Regions from separate parts of the Sus scrofa genome. Here regions 1 and 2 are each linked to region 3. Evidence: chromatin contacts called from public targeted proximity ligation data. All regions are on one chromosome and are shown on one strand. The core of a region is the stretch at or near the end of the contact, and the rest is flanking DNA. Distances in the headings are between cores, read along the strand shown.

What was found.
Region 1: a targeted proximity ligation map of skeletal muscle shows a contact between it and region 3. A contact is called at or near these places in 2 of 47 Hi-C or Micro-C datasets (liver and skeletal muscle) and 2 of 2 datasets of targeted methods (alveolar macrophages and skeletal muscle).
Region 2: a targeted proximity ligation map of skeletal muscle shows a contact between it and region 3. A contact is called at or near these places in 2 of 5 promoter capture datasets (fetal liver and liver), 15 of 47 Hi-C or Micro-C datasets (embryonic fibroblasts, fetal liver, liver and 6 more) and 2 of 2 datasets of targeted methods (alveolar macrophages and skeletal muscle).

The regions. Positions count from the first base shown.
Region 1 is chr4:19,103,878-19,106,804 of Sscrofa11.1, reverse strand. The region is part of intron 4 of DEPTOR (DEP domain-containing mTOR-interacting protein); the gene reads left to right. Among named protein-coding and RNA genes, the nearest start is that of DSCC1, 56 kb to the left of the region's middle.
Region 2 is chr4:19,129,967-19,132,666 of Sscrofa11.1, reverse strand. The region is part of intron 4 of DEPTOR (DEP domain-containing mTOR-interacting protein); the gene reads left to right. Among named protein-coding and RNA genes, the nearest start is that of DSCC1, 30 kb to the left of the region's middle.
Region 3 is chr4:18,958,224-18,960,923 of Sscrofa11.1, reverse strand. No RefSeq gene overlaps it. Among named protein-coding and RNA genes, the nearest start is that of COL14A1, 34 kb to the right of the region's middle.

The DNA of each region.
Region 1 (2,927 bases), core at 220-2,719, 150 kb before region 3:
CTTGGAAGGGCTCTGGGTAGAACTTATGGCTCAAGACTTTGTTCCGGATTCCTAGATCCATTGCTTACCCCCCTCCTGATGGGACATTTACTATTATTACCAGTGTTGAAGGGGATTTACTGCAGCATTCTGCTGTGTGTGTGCGCGTGCACACGTGCTCACCCAGGCATGCATGCAAACCTGGCCCTGCGCATGCACAAGGCTTTCAGTACGACAAGGCTGTGGTTATCAGAGAGAAAATGGGACTATGGGCTCTGGTTTCTTGAAATGACCAATTTGTTCTGGCTCTCCAGAATCACGCGTACTCTGTTTACATTAACCAGTTCAGGAGTTCCTGTTGTGGCTCAGCGGATTATGAACCCGACTAGTTATCCATGAGGATTCCGGTTCAATCCCTGGCCTCACTCAGTGGCTTAAGGATCTGGTGTTGCCCTGGCTGTGGTGTAGGCTGCAGCTCCAAATCGACCCCTAGCCTGGTTGAAATGTCCGTATGCCACAGGTGCAGCCCTAAAAAGCAAACAACAGTAACAACAAAAACATTAACCAGTTCTATAGTCTCCTTCCTATCACTATCTGTATTCTATTGTTCTCATCATGCTGAAAGAATTCAAGCATATTCTTGGAGCAAAACTACATGAAATGTCTATTATGATCCCATTTCTCATAAAAATATATATAGCCATTCATGTGGACATAAATAGATTTTTGCAAGAATGCATAAACAACCATTCACACTGGGTTCCTTTGAAAAGTAGGGGTCAAGGAAAATTTCAAACCCATCCCAAAGTAAATACAGCAGTGAAGCAACCCCCCATGCACCTGTCTCCTGGCTTGAACAATTGTGAGTTCATCACCAGATACCCAGCTTCGTGTTATATATATTGGAATTTTTTTTTAATCTACCAGGAGGGTGCATTAGTTTGATAATTTGAAATGTTAATTATAAAATAAACCCAAACATGCAAAGGAAATGCAGTGTGTTTGATTTCATTTGTTCCTGCTTTTTTTTCCTCATCCTTTTACAGTAGGGGCCTCTCGAGGGTGGGTGATTAAGAATGATTTTCTCTGAGTTCCCTGAGCCCCAGGGAGAGATATTGGCCACCGTTGAACATCTGGAAGGGACAATAGCTTTGGTTTAAAGCACATCTATGTCAGTTCTATTGCCCAAATCACAACGCTCACACCGTCAACCCCACCGTTCGACTTGCTGTGTTTTTTTAATTAAACTGTGTACTTCGGCTGAGATTTATGACACTGTTTTTCAATGAGAATATGTGGTTTCTGGCCCCCTTTTGTTCCCACAGTCCCGCAACCTGCTGCAGTTTTCTATGAGCTATTTTTTTTTTTTTGAAAAACATTTTCTGCATTTCTTTTCCGATGGACGGTGATTTCACAGGGATTATTAACACCCTGCACTCCGACGTGTTTGTTCTCCTCGCGCTGGAAGAGGAAATGGTCTGATGCAATTTCAGCAGCTGGTTAGCTGGCCAGGAATAGAATATTACAGAACCACCTTGAATCTAAAGCCTGGGAACCAGCTGTCTGAAATGAATGATGGGAAGATGGGTTTTGTATTTAAATTCCTCAGCCAGGGGTATTGAAAATGTAGCTAAAACAGAGGTGATTACTCTTCCCAGTGGTTCTGTATGGATTGATGAGGACTATATGATTCAGAAGTTGAGCCTGCCCTGTGCCCCTGCAGGCAGAGGGCCTCATGGGCACTAACTGATTTTTCACATCAGCGGGGATCTGTCTCTACTAGGTGCAAGGCACTAGACTTACAAAAATAAATAACTATCCCTTCTTATCCTTCACTTTATCTGATTGTGGTACAGGGGGCTGGATGCTTTCCTAGTGGCAGTAAAAAATGGTGGGAAAGCTGAGGCAGAGGGAAGCTTGCTTTCTGGCTTTGGAAGGCTGGGAAGTGGAGGTGCCTTTTAAGCTGAAGAGCAGTAGGATTTGTTTTTGAATTATTGCAGGCAGGAGGAGGCACATTCTGAGCAGAGGGGTCTCCGTCTTGAGTGGAGGTATGGAGGGTAAGGGCAGCTTCTCATGATGGAAGAGAGTCTGGTGTATCCAGACTGTAAGATGGACCTGCTTGGGGTTGGGAGAGAGCAGTGAAGAGGTTTGAGAGGAGGCCTGGGGTCGGGCTGAAGGGCTCCCTAGAGCCTGGGTAGGTGAAGCTCCTTTGGATCTGGGCAGTCAGGCTTTTACAGCCACTTGAAGGGGTGGGTTCTGTTCTGGTTATTATTAGGGTGTATGGAACTTGGAAGAAGAACCAAGGTGCAGAGTTCCCATTGTGGCGCAGCAGACATGAATCCGACTAGTATCCATGAGGATGCAGGTTCCATCCCTGGCCTCGCTCAGTGGTTTGGAGATCCGGTATGGTTATGGCTGTGGTGTGGGCCGGCAGCTACAGCTACAGCTACAGTTCTGATTCACCCCCTGGCCTGGGAACGTCCATGTGCCACCTTTTTAGGTGCAGCCCTAAAAAGCAAACAAAAAAGAACGAAGGTTGCTCCAGAGGCAGGTATCTCTTGCCATCTCTCATATGTGGCTTTAGGGCTCTTTCCTTGGCCCTCTGGCTTTGCTGAGCTGGCCTCCTCACTCCCCTCTCCTTCCAGATTGGAATTCTGGAGGATTTTTATTTTTTATTTTATTTTATTTTTTGTCTTTTCTAGGGCCGCACCCGTGGCATATGGAGGTTCCCAAGCTAGGGGTCTAATCAGAGCTGTAGCCACCAGCCTATGCCCTAGCCACGGCAACAAGAGATCCGAGCTGTGTCTGCAACCTACACCACAGCTCATGGCAACGCCGGTTCCTTAACCCACTGAGCGAGGCCAGGGCTCGAACCCGCAACCTCATGGTTCCTAGTCGGATTCATTAACCACTGAGCCATGACAGGAACTCCTCTGGAGGATTTTTAA
Region 2 (2,700 bases), core at 102-2,601, 170 kb before region 3:
AACATTATAAATCAACTCTAATAAAAAATGTAAAAATGAATAAACAAATAAGGCTATAATATTTCCAGTAAGGAAAAAAAAAATGTCCACAGAAAAGCCACAAGGAAGATTCAGCGTGGGAAAGGCTCAGAGACATTGGCATTGAACCTGGACTGTACCGCTTTCAAAGCAAGGCTCCTTGGAAATCTCCCCATCATGATGATCACCTGTTTGTCATCCATACCCTCCCTCCCTCACCTTCCACACCTCACCACCCTATGAATTGGAAGAGATGCCCCAGGTGTGCTCAGTAATAGAAGTAAAATCAAGACCTTAACATATGACTATACAGCAGACATTGGCACAACATTGTAAATCAACTACACTTGAATTAAAAAAAAAAATTTTTTTTAAATGTGACTAAAATGGCAGGTGGCTCAGGTTCAAATAACAGAGAATGCCTTTTGCATCACTTGGGTTTTGATGTCTTTCCAAGTAACACCTCCACCCAGAAAGGCTCCCGGCCAAAGCTGTATAAAAGTTATCTCTTTGTTTAAGCAACGCCGCTTGAAGAATAATTAAGATGCAGACTTTCTGGGAAAGCTGCAAAATGTTCTTTACTTACGTAACTAAGGAAGGTCATGCGTTTCAATATATTTTGTCATTGTTTTCCCTCTTTTCTCCAGAAATTGAAGCTACCTTGGATTATTAAGAAGGCAAGTTTTTGCCAGATAAGCTTGTATCTTATTGCACTGTGGACTCTTCAATAGCAACTTTGGCATTGATTTTGTGCCACATCTTACCATCAACATAACTATTAGGAATAAACCCAAACTTAGGGTTTTATTCTTGGATAATACAACATGAGTTTAGCCTTTTATTCTTCAAAATGGGTGGTATGTGTCCAGATGCAGTGAACCTTTTGCCCTCAGGTACTGTGATATAAAATTATGCTTTTCCTTATGCCTATGTTGGCTACCAAAGGGGGAAGCTCCAGTTAAACCCATCGCGAAACATCCATGACATCTAAGAAGCTGGGCTTGGAGCCAATGCACTTGCCTACGTGTTCACCATTTGCTGACTTGGCTCTAAGGAGGGCTTGAAGCCAAGGAGAGCAGAGTCTGATTACTCAGGACTTTATCATAATTTACACTTATGTCCTTTGAGTGGAGGCACAGTGGTTAGGGCCAGGAATTCCTCGGAGACCGCTTTTCCAACGCACAGGATTTATCAGCCCATTTTGTTTGATTGCTTACACGCTTAATAAACCTGAGGGGAATCTCTTCAGTTGCCTTCCTGGAGCTCCACTTGGGATGGTTATTCTGCTTCTAGATAATTTCATTTCTGAAAGAGGAACACAGAGAAGGAGAGGAAGTTGGTTTGGCTGTCTGTCAGCAGTTCTGGAAGAATGTTTACTCAGGGAGGAGTTTGAACACTGTGAGAATTTGGGGATTATCTGGACATTTTCAGCTCTCTGATATTGTGCCTCCTCCCCAACGAATGCTCCTCGGCTGACCTTCCAGCCTCTACCAGAGAAAACTTCCAGGGGCTAGGACCCTATCCCTTCTTTGTGGGCTTCTCAGTGTTTGGGTGGTGAGGACATGGTCGCCACCAGTGCCACAGTCAGACTTTTGGAGGCTCATATGTGTTTGGGGAAATCATTGCAGACTGTGTTGGTGGCTTATGAGGAAAAAACAAATTATTATGAAATTTAGCCTAGCAGTCCTTAAAAGAACACCCATCTATAATAAAATATGACAGTTTGTTTTACTTTGTAGTCAAAAATGCTATTTTTTTTTTTTTTTTTTTTGGCTTTTTAGGGCTGTATGTGCAGCATATGGAAGTTCCCAGGCTAGGGGTCAAATCAGAGCTACAACCGCTGGCTCATGCCACAGCCACAGCAATGTGGGATCTGAGCCACATCTGCAGCCTACACCACAGCTCACAGCAACGCCAGATCCTTAACCCACTGAGCAAGGCCAGGGATCGAACTCACATCTCATGGATGCTAGTCAGGTTCGTTAACCACTGTGCCACAAAGGGAACTCCCAAAAATGCTATTCTTGATAGAGCGTAGCAATAGGTATTAAATCACGTTGTTCAGGGTACTCCGGGAGATAGGCCTTCGTAGAGATTATAATCCAATGTGTAACAAAGGAATTTAAAACTATTTGGTAGGAGTCCCCATTGTGGTGCAGTGGACACGAATCTGACTAGTATCCATGAGGATGCAAGTGGAGGTCGAAGACGAGGCTCAGATTCCATGTTCTGTGGCATTGGCCAGCAGATGCAGCTCCTATTCGATCCCTAGCCTGGGAACTTCCATATGCTATGGGTGTGGCCCTAAAAAGCAAAAACCAAAAAAACCTATTTGGTAGTCTATTCAGAGATGGGTTCAAAGGTTAAACGTTAGCTCTTCAGTGTGTCACTTAAAACTACATTTGCTGGGGAGTTCCCTGGTGGCCTAGCAGTTAAAAGGATCTGGCATGGTCACTGCTGTGGCTTGGGTCACTGCTGTGGCGTAGGTTCGGTCCCTGGCCCAGGAACCTCCACATGATGTTAGTGCAGCCAAAAAAAAAAAAAACAAAAACAAAAAACAAAAAAAACCCTCAAACAAACTGCATTTACTAGAATGAAGACATTTTTCAATATTTCACCATAAGGCATTGAGAATCATACCTTATCTCTATGACCTGAACTGCCTCCCATACCAGAAGGATT
Region 3 (2,700 bases), core at 199-2,698:
TGCTCTGGTGTGAAATATCCTGCCCCAGAATTTCGAGTAGGCTGGCCTGTATCACCTGACCATCCCTGGACCGATCTGTGTGAACAAAAGCATGCACTGCTACCATTGGCTCACCTTGGGCCACACGCCTTTCTTGTGTCAAAGACATAGGCGTGCCATTAATTAATAGTCCCAGTAGTTTGGAACAGCATTTCCCCAAAGGGAAAAATTATTCTGGGAGACAAAACCGTATATATCCGCTCTGACAGCCTTAGAGAGTGCCTGCTGCCAACTCCGCTGGCAGCACGAGAACATAAAACACAGCTATTTAGGGAGTTCCCATCGTGGCTAGGTGGCAATAAACCCGACTAGAATCCATGAGGATGTTGGTTTGATCCCTGGCCTGGCTCAGTGGGTTAAGCATCCAGCATCATGGCAAGCAGCAGTGTAGGTCGCAGAAATGGCTCGGATCCCGAGTTGCTGTGGCTGTGGCTCTGATTCGACCCCTAGACTGGGAACTTCCATGTGCCGTGAGTGCATGCCTAAAAAGCAAACAAACAAACAGGCAAACAAAAAGAACTATTTAATAAAACACATGTGATCTCAAACAAAGCTGTTTGATGGAGGAGCTACCTGGGAATGGGTTAAACCATGAACTCAGCAACCCTGGAAACCCTTCACCATCCACTTTCATAAAGTAGATTGTTCTATCCCATTATAGTCTGGCATATAATAGTCTATTAGAGACATGGAAGGCCCAAGGCGTGCTGTCCCTATGAACCCCTTGAACCTCTCAAATGAAGTGAATTTACCCCACCTAAAGCCACAGGCAGAACCACAAAGGCACTGGACTGGGCACCTTGACTTTAAAGGGGCAGTTGGAGGAACGAAAGCAAAGGGAGGACTCCATAGAAAAGGGTTGAGAGAGAGGATGCCAGAGGCAGCCTTTCCTTCCATCCCAGCTTGGCCAAGGTCCCAGGGATTCCACTGCCACTGGCTCCTGTTTCAGCTCTGTTGTTGGAAAGCACCAGCATTTATGATGAAACTTGGAAGAGAGATGCTACCTGAGGCCACCCTGGGATAATCCTCTCCACCTTGCAGAGGGTCCCACGGTGGCTAAAATTCACCAGCCGTCCCCTTGCCCCCCGTCCAGCCCTTCCCTTGGAGAAAAAGGAGTGGATAAGCGTGTGGAAGGCTGACTGGGTGACTGAGAGCTCCCACCAAAGAAGGAACTCAGCACAGCAGGAGGGAGAGTGAAGCCCAACGGAATACGATTTCGCAGTGGAGCCCTCGCCGTTACAGGGAACACAGTGTTTACTGGAGAGAGCTCTTCAGCCCCAGAGTCCTCTATACCTTCCAGAAAACAGCAGTCTCAACTCTAATAATTAACCAAGAGCTCAGCCCAGACCCTTTTTGAGTGGATGGGCTGTCCTTGCCACGGTGCTGAGCAGGAGGAATGTTGCTGGCAAGCCTTGCCCTTTTGAACCTGCCAGCTAGGCTGAACATTCTGGAAGCCATACTCACTTATTGGAATACCACATTATAAATGGGAGATTCCACACAGGCTATTCATAGGTAAATTCTCTCCTGCTGAGCTTAACGTATCTGGCCCAGTCAAAAGAAATGCTTGGAAATAAACAGTATCTGAATACACAAATAGGCATGGACATCTGGTTCAGAAGTAGCTAATGAAACATCAACACAGCTCACCTTGGCCCAGAGTTCAGAGTAATGAAACAAATTACTGGTAGTTGACAGAATCATTTCGGTGCCCATCTATGGTCAGTGTATGTATTGGCTGTCCCATTTTATTCTTGTGTCTTTTCAAATGTTTCCTATCACTTCATTCATTGTTCAAGACTTTCTTTTTGATTTTTTTTTTTGGCCTTTTAGGGCTGCACCTGTGGCATATGGAAGTCTCCAGCCTAGGGGTTGAATCAGAACTACAGCCGCCAGCCTACACCACAGCCACAGCATTGCCAGATCTGAGCCCCATCTATGACCTACACTGCAGCTCACGGCAATGCTGGATCCTTAACCCACTGAGTGAGGCCAGGGATTGAACCCACATCTTCAAGGATACTCGTTGGGTTCTTAACCTGCTGAGCCACAGTGGGTGCTTCTCTTTTTGAACTTCTCATTCAAATATAGAGGGCTTGCTTGTGGACCCTTCCAGACTGAGGCACTCAATTGCCCAGCTGCTGGAGTGCTGATGGCCAGTTGCTCTCAGCTGAGCCCTCTCCACTGTGGGCTCTCTGCACAGGGCACTGCCTTGCATTCTTCACAACAGCCAAGGTAGGAAAGAACCTCAGTGTTGGTCAAAAGGGGAATGGATCAAGAAGATGCGGTACATATGTATGATCCAGCAATCCTACTTCTGGGCACAGATCCACACAAGACTATAGTTCAAAAAGATCCATGCACCCCTGTGTTGATAGCAGCACTATTTACAAGACATGGAAACAACCTAAATGTCTATTAACAGATGAATGGATAAGGAAGCTGTGGTACATATATACAATGGAATATTACTTAGACATTAAAAAGAATGACATAATGCCATTTGCAGCAATATGAATAGGCCTAGAGATTATCATACTAAGTGAAGTCAGAAAGACAAATACCATAATGGTGTCACTTATGTGTGGAACCTCAAATAAGACGCAAATGAACATATCTACAAAACAGAAACAGACTCACAGATGTAGAGAACAGACTTGT